Linked DNA regions of Triticum aestivum: region 1 is linked to region 2. A link is a contact called in public HiCAR-type data. All regions are on one chromosome and are shown on one strand. Each heading gives the region's core, a stretch centred on a gene start, on an enhancer-like site or on the middle of the called end of the contact. The rest is flanking DNA. Distances are from core to core; before and after follow the strand shown.

What was found. HiCAR-type assays count read pairs that join an accessible place to other places.
Region 1: a HiCAR-type map of leaf shows a contact between it and region 2, with 4 times the contacts expected there. The contact joins the promoter of LOC123046736 here to the promoter of LOC123042102 in region 2. A contact is called at or near these places in 1 of 5 Hi-C or Micro-C datasets (leaf) and 1 of 1 datasets of contacts at active chromatin or transcription factors (leaf).

The regions. Positions count from the first base shown.
Region 1 is chr2B:689,602,158-689,608,862 of IWGSC CS RefSeq v2.1, reverse strand. LOC123046736 (F-box/kelch-repeat protein At5g60570) reads right to left here and starts at 3,336. Exons shown (of 3, transcript XM_044470159.1): 1 at 3,184-3,336; 2 at 2,951-3,045; 3 at 227-1,881. The coding sequence starts at 1,817. The coding sequence ends at 468.
Region 2 is chr2B:689,472,243-689,479,206 of IWGSC CS RefSeq v2.1, reverse strand. It overlaps LOC123042102 (NAC domain-containing protein 21/22), which reads right to left and starts at 2,324. Exons shown (of 3, transcript XM_044464624.1): 1 at 2,054-2,324; 2 at 1,444-1,754; 3 at 1-251. The coding sequence starts at 2,234. It overlaps TRNAV-AAC (transfer RNA valine (anticodon AAC)), which reads left to right and starts at 1,879; the gene lies at 1,879-1,952.

The DNA of each region.
Region 1 (6,705 bases), core at 2,087-4,586, 130 kb before region 2:
ACTTTGCATGGACCAGCAAAGTGCAAAAAAGTTTACTGCTCGACTCTCAACAATAGATACACACACACATACTCTTTAGTAGAGCAGAATCTACTGATCTATACGTATGGGATACAGACAATATATGCAACTGAAAGATGCGATTCGGCTCGGCCCAGCAGAATAACAAGTGTTCGTTCAGCAAGGATGATGAACAAAGAATACTGCGTGGAAAAAAGATTCATGCTAGACAACAAGAATTAAGGACTTTTGAATGAAGAGTGTTAAAAGAGAAGTTCCAGGTAAACTGAACTGAATGCTCTCTATGCTCTCGACCCGACATTTTAATCGACAGCTCCGCGAAAAGGGGGTGTCATTTCTGAATTACAAGTCATTATAAGAAGTAGCAGCAGCTAAAATGGCAGCAACGAATCGGTGGGTTTTGCTAAACAAGTGGTGGCATGTACTGAAGCCAAGGTGCTGCTAACTCAGCACCCCGTTATTGCACAGTTGTAGACGAAGACGCCGGCGCGCTCCTTCACCGAGAGCACCTCCCAGTCGGAGTCGGAGGCGGCGCCGTTCCCATCTTCCGGGCACCAGGAATGCAGCAGTATCACCTCGCCGCGAGGTCCTCTGTGGCCGCCGATGACCAGCAGTCTATCGCCGCATCCCTTGAAAGCCAGGCCCCAGCCGTTGGAAGAGTCCGCTCTGACGGGCAAGGGCTTCACTATGTTCCATGTGTTGCTTGCCTTGTCGTACTTCTTCACCACGTTTGTGGACTGGTCAGCCGCGTAGAGCTGGTTATTTACAACGGCGATGAGCGGAGGCGACTGGGAGGCGCTGGTTCCTCCGGGGTACATGTCCTGTATTCTTCTCCATGTCCTGGTGTCGAGATCGTATTCCTCTCCACAAGTCAGAGAATGCCTCTCACTCGTCACACCCCCGATGACATAGAACTTGCCATCCATGAAGAAACCTGAGGAGAGTCTCCTGGGCAAGTTCATGTCTGGCAAGGTCTCCCACTGGCCAGCCTCTGAATTGTACAGCTCCGCAGATCTCAGCACCTGCCCGTTCCTATCACACCCACCAGCAACAATGGCAATCTCACCAGAACTTCCTGAGGCAAACAGACAGCGAGGAAAATTCATCGGAGTGCAGCGAGACCAATGGCGTGTCAGTAAATTGTACATCCAAATAGCAAGGCCTGTATATTCTCGGCCAAAGACAAGCAGCTGTGTCCCAACAGCAAGTGACTCCTTGTCCGCACAGGAGAAGCAGTCATCACATGGCATTCTTGGGAGCCTCATCCATCGGTTTCGCGACGGATCGAATGCTTCCCAGGGCATAGCGCTACAGGCCAGATACACCCAATGCTCAACAATGCCATATTTCCTCCGCAGCTTGTACAGATATCCACCGTTAACCAATGTATTGAATTTCTTGTTCAGACAAGAGAGTGAGGGATAGTCTGATCTGCTTGTCCAGGCAAGGCAGTCTTGAGCCAGATCATCATGAAGGCCTGGAAGGAAACAATCATTTGATCCATTGGAACTGGAATCACCTCCTGATTGGCTCTTGACAACAGCATTCTGCTTCTCCACTTCCAGTTCATTACTGCCCAAATCTGAACTGTCACAGCAGGGAACAAGTTGCACATTCACAGCTGAGTGTTTCCTTGGCTCCCTCGGGAAGTACTCATTCCTGACCAGAAGAAAGTAAGCCAAGGCGTACTTCTGCCAGGAATTATCCTGCTGACCTAACAGCCTGAAGAGGTGCAGAACCAGAGAACCAGGAACAGCAACAAGGCTTTTGGAGTTGCAATCTTGTAAATCTTCCATTGTTTTCTCTGACTTATCACCGCAGACCCAAGGACACAAAAGTTCAGAGGTTCAAAGGCTGCCCCTGGAAAATATATTGAGATGAAGATCAAAACAATCACAAGGTTATTTGAAACGTTTCACAAATATTCTCGATCAAAAAGAAAAACAGCAGACAATATGTATACTTTCACCACAGCGACCGGTACAGAGTTCAACATCAGATTCATACAGGAACGTTAACTCTTGTTGCTGACTATTTGCACAGAAAATACTTCGATAATTTTATTACAACTTAACAGTATCCAGAATCAAGCAAGGAACTGAACATCAGCAGCGAAAAGGTGAGAAACTGCATCAATCAACAAGACAATGGCCGTATGATTTGTTCTTCAGGAACTCGGACAGCCAATCGACCAAAAAAGCTCATGGTCATGGAGCTCCACAATAAAAAAAAGCCCATGACAATTAGTTACTATTTGCTTCAATAAATGAATGCCGTAAACATTGTACTAACATCCTTTAATGCACGAAGACAAAGGCCACGAAATATGAAATCTCAACAAGCTGCACAACAAAATCGCCGTAGCATACAACCTGGTAGCACATTATACCTACTATCCGTCAGTTCTAGATCCAAGGCATGAGAAACAGTCCAAAATTAACGGTCCGATTTTACAACAGATTCACATAGAACACGCAAACTGATTCTTAGCTTCGCCGAAAGAACATGGAGAAAGACTGAAACTAGAAAATAATCCCAGATTTACAGGATAAACCCGGCTAAAACACCTTCCTATGCCCACCGCAAACCAATCGATGCACCAGTAAAACGGAGCACACGTCCGGTGGCCGTTCGAGCCATGAAAACGATGTAAAAACCACACATTCTGTCGTTCGGAACCATCTCACATCACTAACAGGAAAGGTGACAAAGACATTTCCCCAACCAATTCAGCAGCCACTGTCACCGTCAGACAAAACGGAATTTAAGTTCCTTGGGTACAATGTCACTCATCACTGGACGAGTCATGGCACTTCAGTTGGTAAAGTCCCCCCAAAAGAAAGAAAAAAAAAGCAGATCACTCCGCCCACCTTCCTTCACAGCGCAAACAGAGGAAAGGGAGACGGGAGAAACAGGGCCGAGTCCTCACCTGAGGGAGACGACGCACCGACGGCGAGATCCGGGCGACCGGCGCGCCCCGACCGGCTCCATCCCGGCGCCAGCCACGAGCGGCTCCCAGAACACCTACGAGCACGGCCACAAGGCAAAAGCGGTTACGACTCTGCGACTAACTGCGGCCGGCACCGCCAACCAAACGAGCCCGCACGCCCGGAGCGCGCCGCGGCCAGGAAACGGGGGGAGGAAGAGGAGGGAGAGGCTCACCGGAGACGGCCGGGTGCCCTCGCCGCCGGAGACGTGTGTGGGGCGGAGAGGGGAGGGGGCGCGGGTCGCCGACGAGATATGGGCGGGGCGGGGGGAGGGGGGGAGGCGGTGGGGACCACCGTCAGTGAGACGGGGAGAGCATGGGGAGCCAAGAGATTTGGAAGCGGGTGTGGCTGGGGGAAAGGCGATATATATACGCCCATGTGATGTGCCCCAAGGCCGAAGTGCCAATGGATTAATTGCAAGCTTTGTTTTTTCACTTTGGCCGCCATCTGTCACGCAGTGGGTGCGGTGTACTCGTTTTTAACCTTTACCGCCCTCGGTCGCCACGCCTTAATCCCACTGTTATCTCGAAACCGCCCAACGAAGATTTTTCTTTAAAAGAAAAATTCCCTCCTCCCACACGAGGAGGTAAAAAATCATGAAAAGTAAAAAAAGTTAGAGCAAGATTTTATTACATGGCAAAATTTGTCGATAATGGCCGAGATCTGGGGGCGGATGGGGGGAATGTGGACGCGGTCACCACGCTCAGAGGCGCACGCATGGCGAGCCAGCCCTGCACACAGCAAGTACCACCGCCGCTCTGCAGATCTGGTCTGATCCGCCCGGCCGCCCGCCCTCGGGCTGAGGCTCGGGCGGGCGGGCGCGCTCGCTCTTTTCCGCCTGCCGCTCCCCCTTTTGCTATAATGGAATGTTTTCGGCACAGTGTACTTGCCTCTCTCGGGCTCAGGGCGAGGAAGGGGGCGGGCGGATAGACGGATGGACGGATGGATGGGTCGACGTCCACGGTGAAAAGAATCTCGAGGCCCGAAAGCTACCCACCCCCACCCCTCCCTACCCCCAGGCATGTAGGTAGGCCACGCACGACCGGTTTTCACGCACGTTGAACCCAGCGCAGCGACAGGGTGAAAAGGACGGCGCATTATCCCCGGCTTATTTCTCATCATTTCTCCGTGTCAGCCCACTACGGAAAAGAAAAGGGCCAGGGCCAATGAAACTTACCGTTGGACGACAAAATACGTGACGCACACCATCACTAGGACAAAACCTTTTTTTTTTGTTTGCTTCGGTAAGGTGCCTGGTAATATTTTTTTAGCACTGCGTTGGCACCGAAAATGGTGGCGCTCAGCAGTGCACAGATAAGGAAATGTAGGAGTATTTTAGTGTCAGCTAGGGTGGCAACTGGCACGTATTTTACTCGGCCGCCGGCCAGCCAGGCTGCGCGATCCGGATAAGGACGGCTGTCCTCTCGCGGAGCAGGGGGGCGGCTGGGGTAAGTAAAGTCACCTCACCACCCTCCTCACCGGTAAACGGGAAAGTTACGCGCCATTGGCGGCCTCGTCAAACACAGTGCCTGCTCGCAAGTGGCCACGCCCCCTTTAGGTAGTAGATAGGGTAATTTTTTTAATTAGGCCGTCGCGTTTGACCGCCGGGCAAAGTTACTGCAGCTCCGCTTGACCTGACCTGACCCCTCCCCACGATTTTTGCCCCGTCGTTTCGCAAAGGCCACCAGGCCGGCAGTGGCAGCGCGCGCCGCGGCTGCCTTTTGATGACGTCATGGCATACACAGACAGATAATGTGTAGTACTAGGAAGTACTGCCAGTAATTAAGGGATGATCGCCGAGCCAGAGAACGCATTACCCAGACGGACCATTGATGCCGTTAAAACATCACGAGATTAAGCAAACCCTGCACTGCATATCGCGTGGTCAGAGTCAGACGACCCGTGCAGCTCTAGCTCTGTCTGTCTAGCTCGACGGATGGAGCCTTGCATGCATTCCGCGTGAGCTGGTACGTACGGTACGTGCTACGTTCGTGCAGCAATAATCGGCCAAACCCCGACGGACGGAAACATCCCATCCGTCGATCGACAGCCCGGAGAGTCCTTTCCTTTCTCCTCCCCGATCCATGACCGGGACAACGCAACCGCAAACCTTTGCACGGCCCGAGCGGGGGCTACGCGCGCCTGCACTGTGCAGCGGCCACTGTTGCGGTCGAGGAAACGCGCGGCCGGCCAGATCTGGCTCGCCACCCGCAGCTGACGGTGGAGGAGCCGCTGGCTGCTGCTGCCAGGCCGGCCCGCCGCCGGCGGCCCCAACGCCGGCCACCCGCACAGTGCGGCACGTTGCTCCTGTTGCCGGCAACAGTGGCGTCGCGCTCGACGGATCGGCCGGTCGAACCCAACCAACCAACCAGCCTTTTCGTCGATCCTCTCCGTAGATCTCCATCATGCCACAGTAAAGCCGATCCATAATACACACACTGGGCTGGGCCGGCGGGCTGGCAGGAGACTTGGTGGGTACGTATCCGTTTCCGTGCAGGAAATGAAATGAATGGATAGAGACGATATAGAAAAGGGGCGGAGGGAATCATCTGGAAGACAGGCGCCACAGTTAGTAGCGGGCTAGCGGCACTGTGGCATGTGGCGCGCCATAATGGTGGTTTAAAGCCTACCGCAGGCCATGCGCATATAGCTAGCCCACTGTAACCACGTTTGGGACTTGCGCTGCTGCTGATTTTCCTTTCCTTTCCTTTCCTTCCAGGAGTCGCTACTGGTAGCTGTAGAATGCGCCTAGCCTAATAAGCTACGCTGTCACACTCTTTCAAGCATAATCCACTGGGCGGACAGGTTCCTTATTTTCTTTTTGCGAGGGAGGAAGGTAATGCTGAGAAGACAGTGACCGAGAGAGGTGAAATGCTGTGGGAGGGCTGATTATTTGGTGCGCACCTAACGGTCTTTTTAGGACTAGGTAGGTGCATTGCACTGCATTGCATTGCATGCATGGTTGACTAATCTTTTTGGAGATGATGCTCTACTACTATCTTTTAGCAGGAAGTTAAACTCCCACATCTCATCTCACTCCTCTTGGCTTTGCACTTTGCAGGACATGGCAAAGCGTGCTAATTAGTGCTTGCTTTTTACTGCAAGGTAGTGATGGTGGTGGTGGTGGTACTCCCCCTAACCTAACCTACCGCAAGTAGAAAAAGGGCGTCCCAACGGGATGGAAATGTGCTCGCTTGCTGCTCTACAGTCTACTCTACTCACATGATCCTCACATGATCCTCACATGCATGTATGCACTGCTAACCAACGCCCCTCTCTCTCTCACACTCACCAGAGTGGCTGGCTTGATGGGTGGCGGTGACAGCGGTGGTGGTGGGGCGCCCCCCTCCTTCCCTGTTCCTGATAGATCCACCAACCCAGCTGTGCCTCCTTTTCTTCCGTTGCCGTGGGCCACCCCCCGCAACGCCCATCTTTTGTCCCGCTTCCTTCCTTCCTTCCTTCCTTGTGTATCCCTCCTCTCCCTCCCTACTTGTTTTTTTCCTTCGCTTTTCTTTTCTTTTCTTTCAGGGAGAAGAAAGCTGGTGCGGTACACTACCAAATGCTCTCCTTGTAAAGAGACCTCACAAACGACGAAAAATAGAGACTTCATATTGATCTGTAAAAAACTGAAATGACATGAGCATCTTTCATTTATCTTTCATTTATTCATTCATGCATCATGTTCAGCGTGACATTT
Region 2 (6,964 bases), core at 1,075-3,574:
CTGAACGGCAATGGCGCCACCGGCCAGTGCTGCGGGGCCATGAGGAGGCTGGTGGAGTACTCCTGGTGCCCACGGAAGCTGTCGGTGATCGCAGCCATGGGCATGCGGCCAACGGCGTCGATGGGTGCTATGGGCAGAAGTGCCGGCGCCATGCCGACCTCGCTGCTCTGGGAACCTGATGACTCGTCGGAGGCCGGTGTTGGAGCAGCTGTTGTGCTTTTGTAGAACACCCTGCACAGCACCCAGTCCTCCTGCGTTTTGCAATATTTTCCATTTTAACACTTGGAGTATGTTATATCTAGATAAGTGAATTTGATGGACACTATATTTTTTTATGGACACTAGATGATTCAAGCTCGCGCACATCGCATGTCGGAATCTAAAAGAAGAGAATAAGATAACCCCTCCGTACCAAAATATAAAATCATTTTTGACATATAGTGTAAAAATGATATTACATTTTGAGACGGAGGGAGTACATGCGTACTTTTTTTTTCTCAAATAAGATACTGCATACTATTTTTTTCCCAAGAAACACACTATTCATTTGTGACCATAAGGAGTCACAATAGCCACATGTTCTGCTAACGAAAGAATTGGCAACTTGGGATGCCAATGTCAAAATATTTTTTGTCAACTTGAGCTTCACCTCGACGAAAAAAAGAAGTCAAAGTTGGATGAATGCAAAAATGATAATGCGATGGTCAGATCCTTTTCAAAGCAGTATCATGTTTGTTTAATGCCGGGCTGATGTATGGCGACGGCGCCAAGCGAACAACCTTGGACGTTGCCTTCACCAAACCTTGGAACGACATTGGTGATATGTCATAGTACTATGTGTGTACCATGTTTGCATTTCGATAAGCTAGACTAGGTCACCAACAATGATTGCCTAGTGGCATGTATAGTCGTCGTAAGTATACGTAGTTTATCTTATCGGGATCGACGCAGCACGTACCGAATCGTATGTACAGCTAGACAGAATACAAAAGAAATATTTTATCTGGCGGTCAAAAATAGCAATGTTCAACTATATGCAACAGATGAATAAGCTACCTTCCTCTGCACGAACAGCCGGGAGTGAAATAATACTAAAAGGCTAAGCCCAATCAGTGAGTGCATTTTCTCTATACGCCTCCCTCCCAAAGGGGAGCCGGATTCCATTTCTTGTTATAACTGAAAAACATAATCAACGAGTACTATTACTGTCTGACTCCTCTGTACATAATTAACTGTAAAACTAATTTATAATGGCACGCGCTGGCAAGCAAACTCCTAGTTCATGCATACAGCCACAGGCTCCTCCGTCCTGTTCCTAGTCACGCAAAACAAATGGTATCCGAGATAGAATGGCTGCGCAAACATGCAACTCATGCGAGCCGTCGATCCGCGACAGTCATCGGAACGTGTGGCGTGCATGAAGTGCAGAAGTGGGACACGTACCTCGAGGAGAAACGGCGGCGAGCCGTGGGGGTGGTCGGCGAGCTGACGGCGGGCCGGCGGGCGGCCCTCGGCGCGGAACTCGTGCATGACCCACTCGGTCTTGGTTCCCCGGGGGGCTCTCCCCAGGTAGAAGACGAGCGTCTTGCGCATCCCGACGACCGCCGCCGCGCCGTCGCCGGTGATGACGCGGTCCTTGCCCGTGGCCTTCCAGTAGCCGGTGTGTGTGGCGCGGTTGGTGCGCTGCCCGGTCGCGTACTTGCGGTCGTGCCGGCTGAAGAAGTACCACTCCTTGCCGCCCACGCACGCCGCGTCTGCGTGCATGCAACAATGGGTAAGAGACGATTAAAATCAGCACTATTGAACTGAACGCAATGATTCATGGTTGCTGCTATAATCACTGCTACTAATAAAATCTAATCAGGCACAGAGCAGCAAGGTTTCGTGGTGTAGTTGGTTATCACGTCAGTCTAACACACTGAAGGTCTCCGGTTCAAACCCGGGCGAAGCCATTATCATTATGTTTTTCCTCTTTTTTATCCCTCAAAACTGAATATTTCCCTTCTGCTGCTGCATGATCTGGGTGCATGATGGAAGGGACGAAAGATCGTACCTGGAAGCTCCCATGGCTCGCACTTGTTGAGGTCGACGTCGACCATGTCCACGCCGCCGGCGCGGCCACCACCGCCAGAGAGCTTGTGGCAGAGGTAGTCCAGCACGAGCTCGTGGTCCCTGGGGTGGAACCGGAACCCCGGCGGCAGCCTTGCCTCCACCATGCTCATCGAGCTGCTCATTTTTGCTCTCCCAGAGGTCTTGAAACAGACAGGAAAAAAGATTGGATAGATAGAGAAGTACACGACCGAACACGATGGGGCCGGGGCCCCGGCCGGTATTAATAGAGGAAGAGATCTCGCTAGCCATGGACCCCTTGTGAGCATGTCACTAGGAAAGAAGAGTCTGACGCAACGACGATGCGCACTGTAGATGATGCAAATTCTTTTGAACCGGTCGTATATGTTACAGAAAATGAAAACTGGCGCCGGTGATTATTCATTGCTACTCTGGATATTCCCTACCTCTTAGGTCTCCATCAAACAGTAACAGCCTACCAGGTGATACTACGGCCAGATACTCAGATTCATGGTCCATGGATCATCGCGTCGATCTATCCATGACAAGCTTCTGATAAAACCGACGGCGACCGCCAGTATGGCGACGGCGATCTATCGTGATCCACGGACATGCCAAGCCAGAAATGGGGTATCCTCAGTCAGAGGGCTAATCCAAAACTGCCAAACTAACACTGTCTTGTGACCTCTGACAAACACCGGATGGCCAACCGGTCGATCGTTTGCGTGTTCTTGGCCGTCGCTCCATCCCATGGCAGTGGCAGACAGCCGCTTCAAGCAGAAGACCTTTTGTTACTGTGTTACAGTGACTGGTGAGACCATGTCAAAGACTTTTTTACGTCCGGCAACCGTCGACTGCCTAAAGGATGGATGGATTGGCTGAGTTTAAAAGATGGCAAAGAAAAAGATGGTGACAACCTCCATCGAAAAGAGATGGCGCAAGTTGAAGTTGGTTTTCACTTTCAGTAGGTGTACATCGATACTTTGCAGCTGAAAGAACTGAGTTCTAATAAGTGAACCTGTGCCTTTTCATCCTTGTTTTGGTAAATTCCCGGTGGAGCAGAAGGTGAAGAAATGGCACCTACTGTTGTCGGCAGTCGGGCAGTTGACAAGTCCGTAGTAGTTTTCTCTGTAGGCTGTAGCTATGTGCGCGTCCTTTTCAGTTCAGTGACAAGTGGGTAAAACGATACTGTTTGTTCTTGTCTAACGAATCAGTATTCTGTTTCTGTACACACCCTTTTGCCCGATTCAGGAGACGCAGGGCACCGTACAGTACTACAGTAGCATCGATCCCAGTCAAGTCTGAACTCGGAACACAAACTCCTGGAAGAAAAGTAGACTTTTAAAAAACAAAGTCTACTCTCTGAACCGAACAAAATCAGCTGCTGCTGTCTGGACTTCCGATCACATGATAAGGAGCGGTAGTACTACAGGTTGTCCACTCTTCTCAGGAGATGAAATTTCCTCAGGAGATAGTCATGTCGGTCCTTTTCAGGGAAGGAGATCTAGTGAGCATTAAGAATGAACCTGCGGCTGCAGGAGGAGATCTAGCCGGGCGTCGATCGATCCTGCCATGCCATGCCACACAAGTCAAAACCCAGGAGATGCATATGCAAGCAGGAGCGTGTGTGATGGACGCACCTGAACAAAAGGCCATGTCAAACACGTAAGGCCAAGATCTCCGCCGGAGGCTGTCGGCGTGGTTACCAGCTCCCCGTAGGCAGATGGTCTAAATTCCTCAAACAATTTCAAGTGGGGAGCGTAGCAGCCATAATGTGGCATGTGCCCAATCAGCGTGTGAGGTTAACGGAAGCAGTGAGGCAAGGCAAGGCAAGGCAAGCCGACACCTGCGCCTCATACCCAAGAACAAAATAAAAATGAAACAAACAAGTACACCAACATGTACTAACTTCTGGTTTTTTAGTTAGTAGTAGAACGTTGCTTTATTTATTTTTTTGAAACGAGGCAAAAGATTTGCCATTTCATTAATTAAGAAGAAGGTTTCAGACAAAGCCGCAAGCGGCAAAAGGTAAAAGACTACTCTCGCGGCATTACAATACCCAAGTGCATGGCACCTGACAAAGCCCAAAGCGACACCTCTTGCTTGATCTTGTTAATGATTACCACCGGAGGGACTGCAACGTTGCGAAAGACTCTCGCGTTGCACTCGGACCAAATCTCCCATGAGATGAGCATCATCAATGAGGCAAGGGCTTTGGGCGAGCCGAGACGAATCTGAAGGTTATCGTTCCACCATCCTTTGACCGAAGCGCTCGCCGACCAAGAAGAAGTAGAGATGTGGTGCATTCCGAGCCACGGGAGAATGTCGTTCCAGATGCGCAAAGAGAAGTGGCATTGGAAGAGAAGGTGGGCCGCGGACTCCTGCCCTTGCTTGCAGAGAGGACACAAGCCGCAGTTGGGCCACCCACGACGGATCAAGCGGTCTGATGTCCAAACCCTATTTTGAAGAACCAGCCAAGCAAAGAATTTGCACCTTGCCAGAGCCCACACACTCCACACTGACTGGACAAGATCAGAGGAGGTGAGGCCTTCGAATTGCGCCTTGTAAGCCGAGGAAGCTGAGTACGTTCCGTCCTTAGAAAACTTCCATATAATCGAGTCTTCCACTTCTTCCTCGAGGGCCACCGTTGAAACCTTTTCCCAAAGGTCAGCAAATTGCTCAATCTGCGCGAGGTACAGACCCGTTGGTGACGTCAATATTTGCGATCCAGAGATTGTTGGCCATGGCTTGCCGGACTGAGGAGTTTTTCTTGCGAGAAAGATGGAAGAGGTCCGGTGCAATGTCACGGGGGCGCAAGCCATTGAGCCACGACAAGTTCCAGAATTGCGCAGTTCGTCCGTTCCCAACAGTGACCGAAGTGGCAGCCGCAAAGAAGTGGCTATCCTCATCAGTACACGGAGTCCCCATGCCAATCCAGGGCTTTCTCCTATCAGTCCATTCGAACCAAAGCCATCGGAGCCGTAGAGCCTTAGCAAACTTGTCCAGATTAAGCACTCCAAGCCCACCCTTTTCCTTAGGTTTGCAGACAAGCTCCCAGTTAACCTTACATTTTCCTCCAGAGACCTTGTCCGAGCCCGCCCAAAGGTATGCACGGCGAATACTATCAATTTTCTTGAGGACCTCCACCAGGATGTCGAGGGGCGTGAGGTGATAGATGGCAATGGCGGTTAGGACAACCTTAACAAGAATAATACGGCCGGCAGAGGCCACAAGCCTTCCTTGCCATGGAGGGAGCTTGCCTGCAATTTTATCCTCAAGGTACTGGAAGTGGATTCGTTTGAGGCGTTTAACAGCAAGCGGGAGTCCAAGGTAACACATTGGGAACGAGGTGCGCACCGCCGGGAAAGCATGAAGAACCTCATCAAGGTTGATGTTGTCGCATCGGATGGGGGCAACCAAACTTTTTGCACAGTTGGTGACAAGGCCAGTTACCGCTCCAAAGGAGGTCAGAGTTGCAGCAAGGAATTGGACATCTTCCTTAATGGGCTTAACAAATATGGCTGCATCGTCGGCATAGAGCGAGGCCCGAACGGGGGAAGATCTGCCACAGAGAGGGTGACGGTGCCCTTGGGTCGTGGCCTTGCAGAGGAGGTGGTGGAGCGGATCGATGGCCAAGACGAAGAGTAGGGGAGAGAGCGGGTCTCCCTGACGAAGACCACATCCATGCTTTAGCGGATCACCCAACACTCCATTGATCAACACCCTCGAAGTGGCTGTAGAGAGCAAAGCCGAAACCCAGTCGCGAAATCTGTCCGGGAATCCAAGGTGCTTCAACAGATCCATGAGGAAGTCCCAACACACAGAATCGAAAGCCTTTTTGATGTCAAGCTTGAACAATAGCGTCGGGGAGCGGCTGCGATGGAACTTTCTCGCCAAGTTTCTGACGTACATGAAGTTGTCGTGGATGCTTCTCTTTTTGATGAAGGCACTTTGAGCATTTGAGACAAGGTCGTGCATGTGAGGGGCCAGCCGGTTTGCCATCATTTTTGCAATAATCTTCGCGACAGCGTGGATGAGACTAATGGGACGGAAATCCGAGATACACTCCGCCCCATCCTTCTTCGGGATGAGAGCAATGTTCGTCGAGTTGAGCCAGCTTAAGTTTGAGGAGCGCATGTTTGAGAAGTGATTGACAGCAAGCAAGATATCATCTTTTATGATCTCCCAACATGCCTTGGAGAAGGCCCCAGAGTAGCCATCCGGACCCGGTGCTTTGTCGCTGGGGAGATCAAAAATCGCCTTTTTCACCTCCTCCTCTGAGAAGGCAGTCCCCAGATCTATGAGATCGCAAGCAGGCATCGGGATGTTGTCCCAGTTGATGTCGGTGGTGCGCGGCTGACCACGCTTCGTGACCTCTGAGAAGTGGTTTTGAATGATGGACTTCTTGTGGTCGTGAGAAGTAACCCACCCGTTGTTGTGCCTGAGCCGGTGAATGAAGTTCTTCCTTCGCCTATGGTTAATGCGAAGGTGGAAGAAACGAGTGTTGGCGTCACCGTCTTTCAAGTTCGAGATTCTTGAGCTTTGTCTTTTCCGCGCACGCTCAAGAACAGCAAGGCCAATCACTTTTCTCTTAAGTCTCTTTCGAAGTTCTCGCTCGCTGGTACTAAGGGGGCGAAGATCTTGAGCCACATCCAAGCGAAGAGTAGAACGTTGCTTTAGAGGTGGAATGATGTGACACTAGCTAGCACCTCATTTCTAGCTCCCAAAAGGAAAAGAAAAATAGAAGGAAAAAAGACACTATGATCTAGCATCTCATAGATTAGTTTTATCTAGGATTTGCTTAGATGATACAAGGACCAACCCCCGGTTCTCTGCATTTTGCAATCCTGCGAAGATACACTAAACCAATAAGTTACTCAGGTGATGTCTTAAA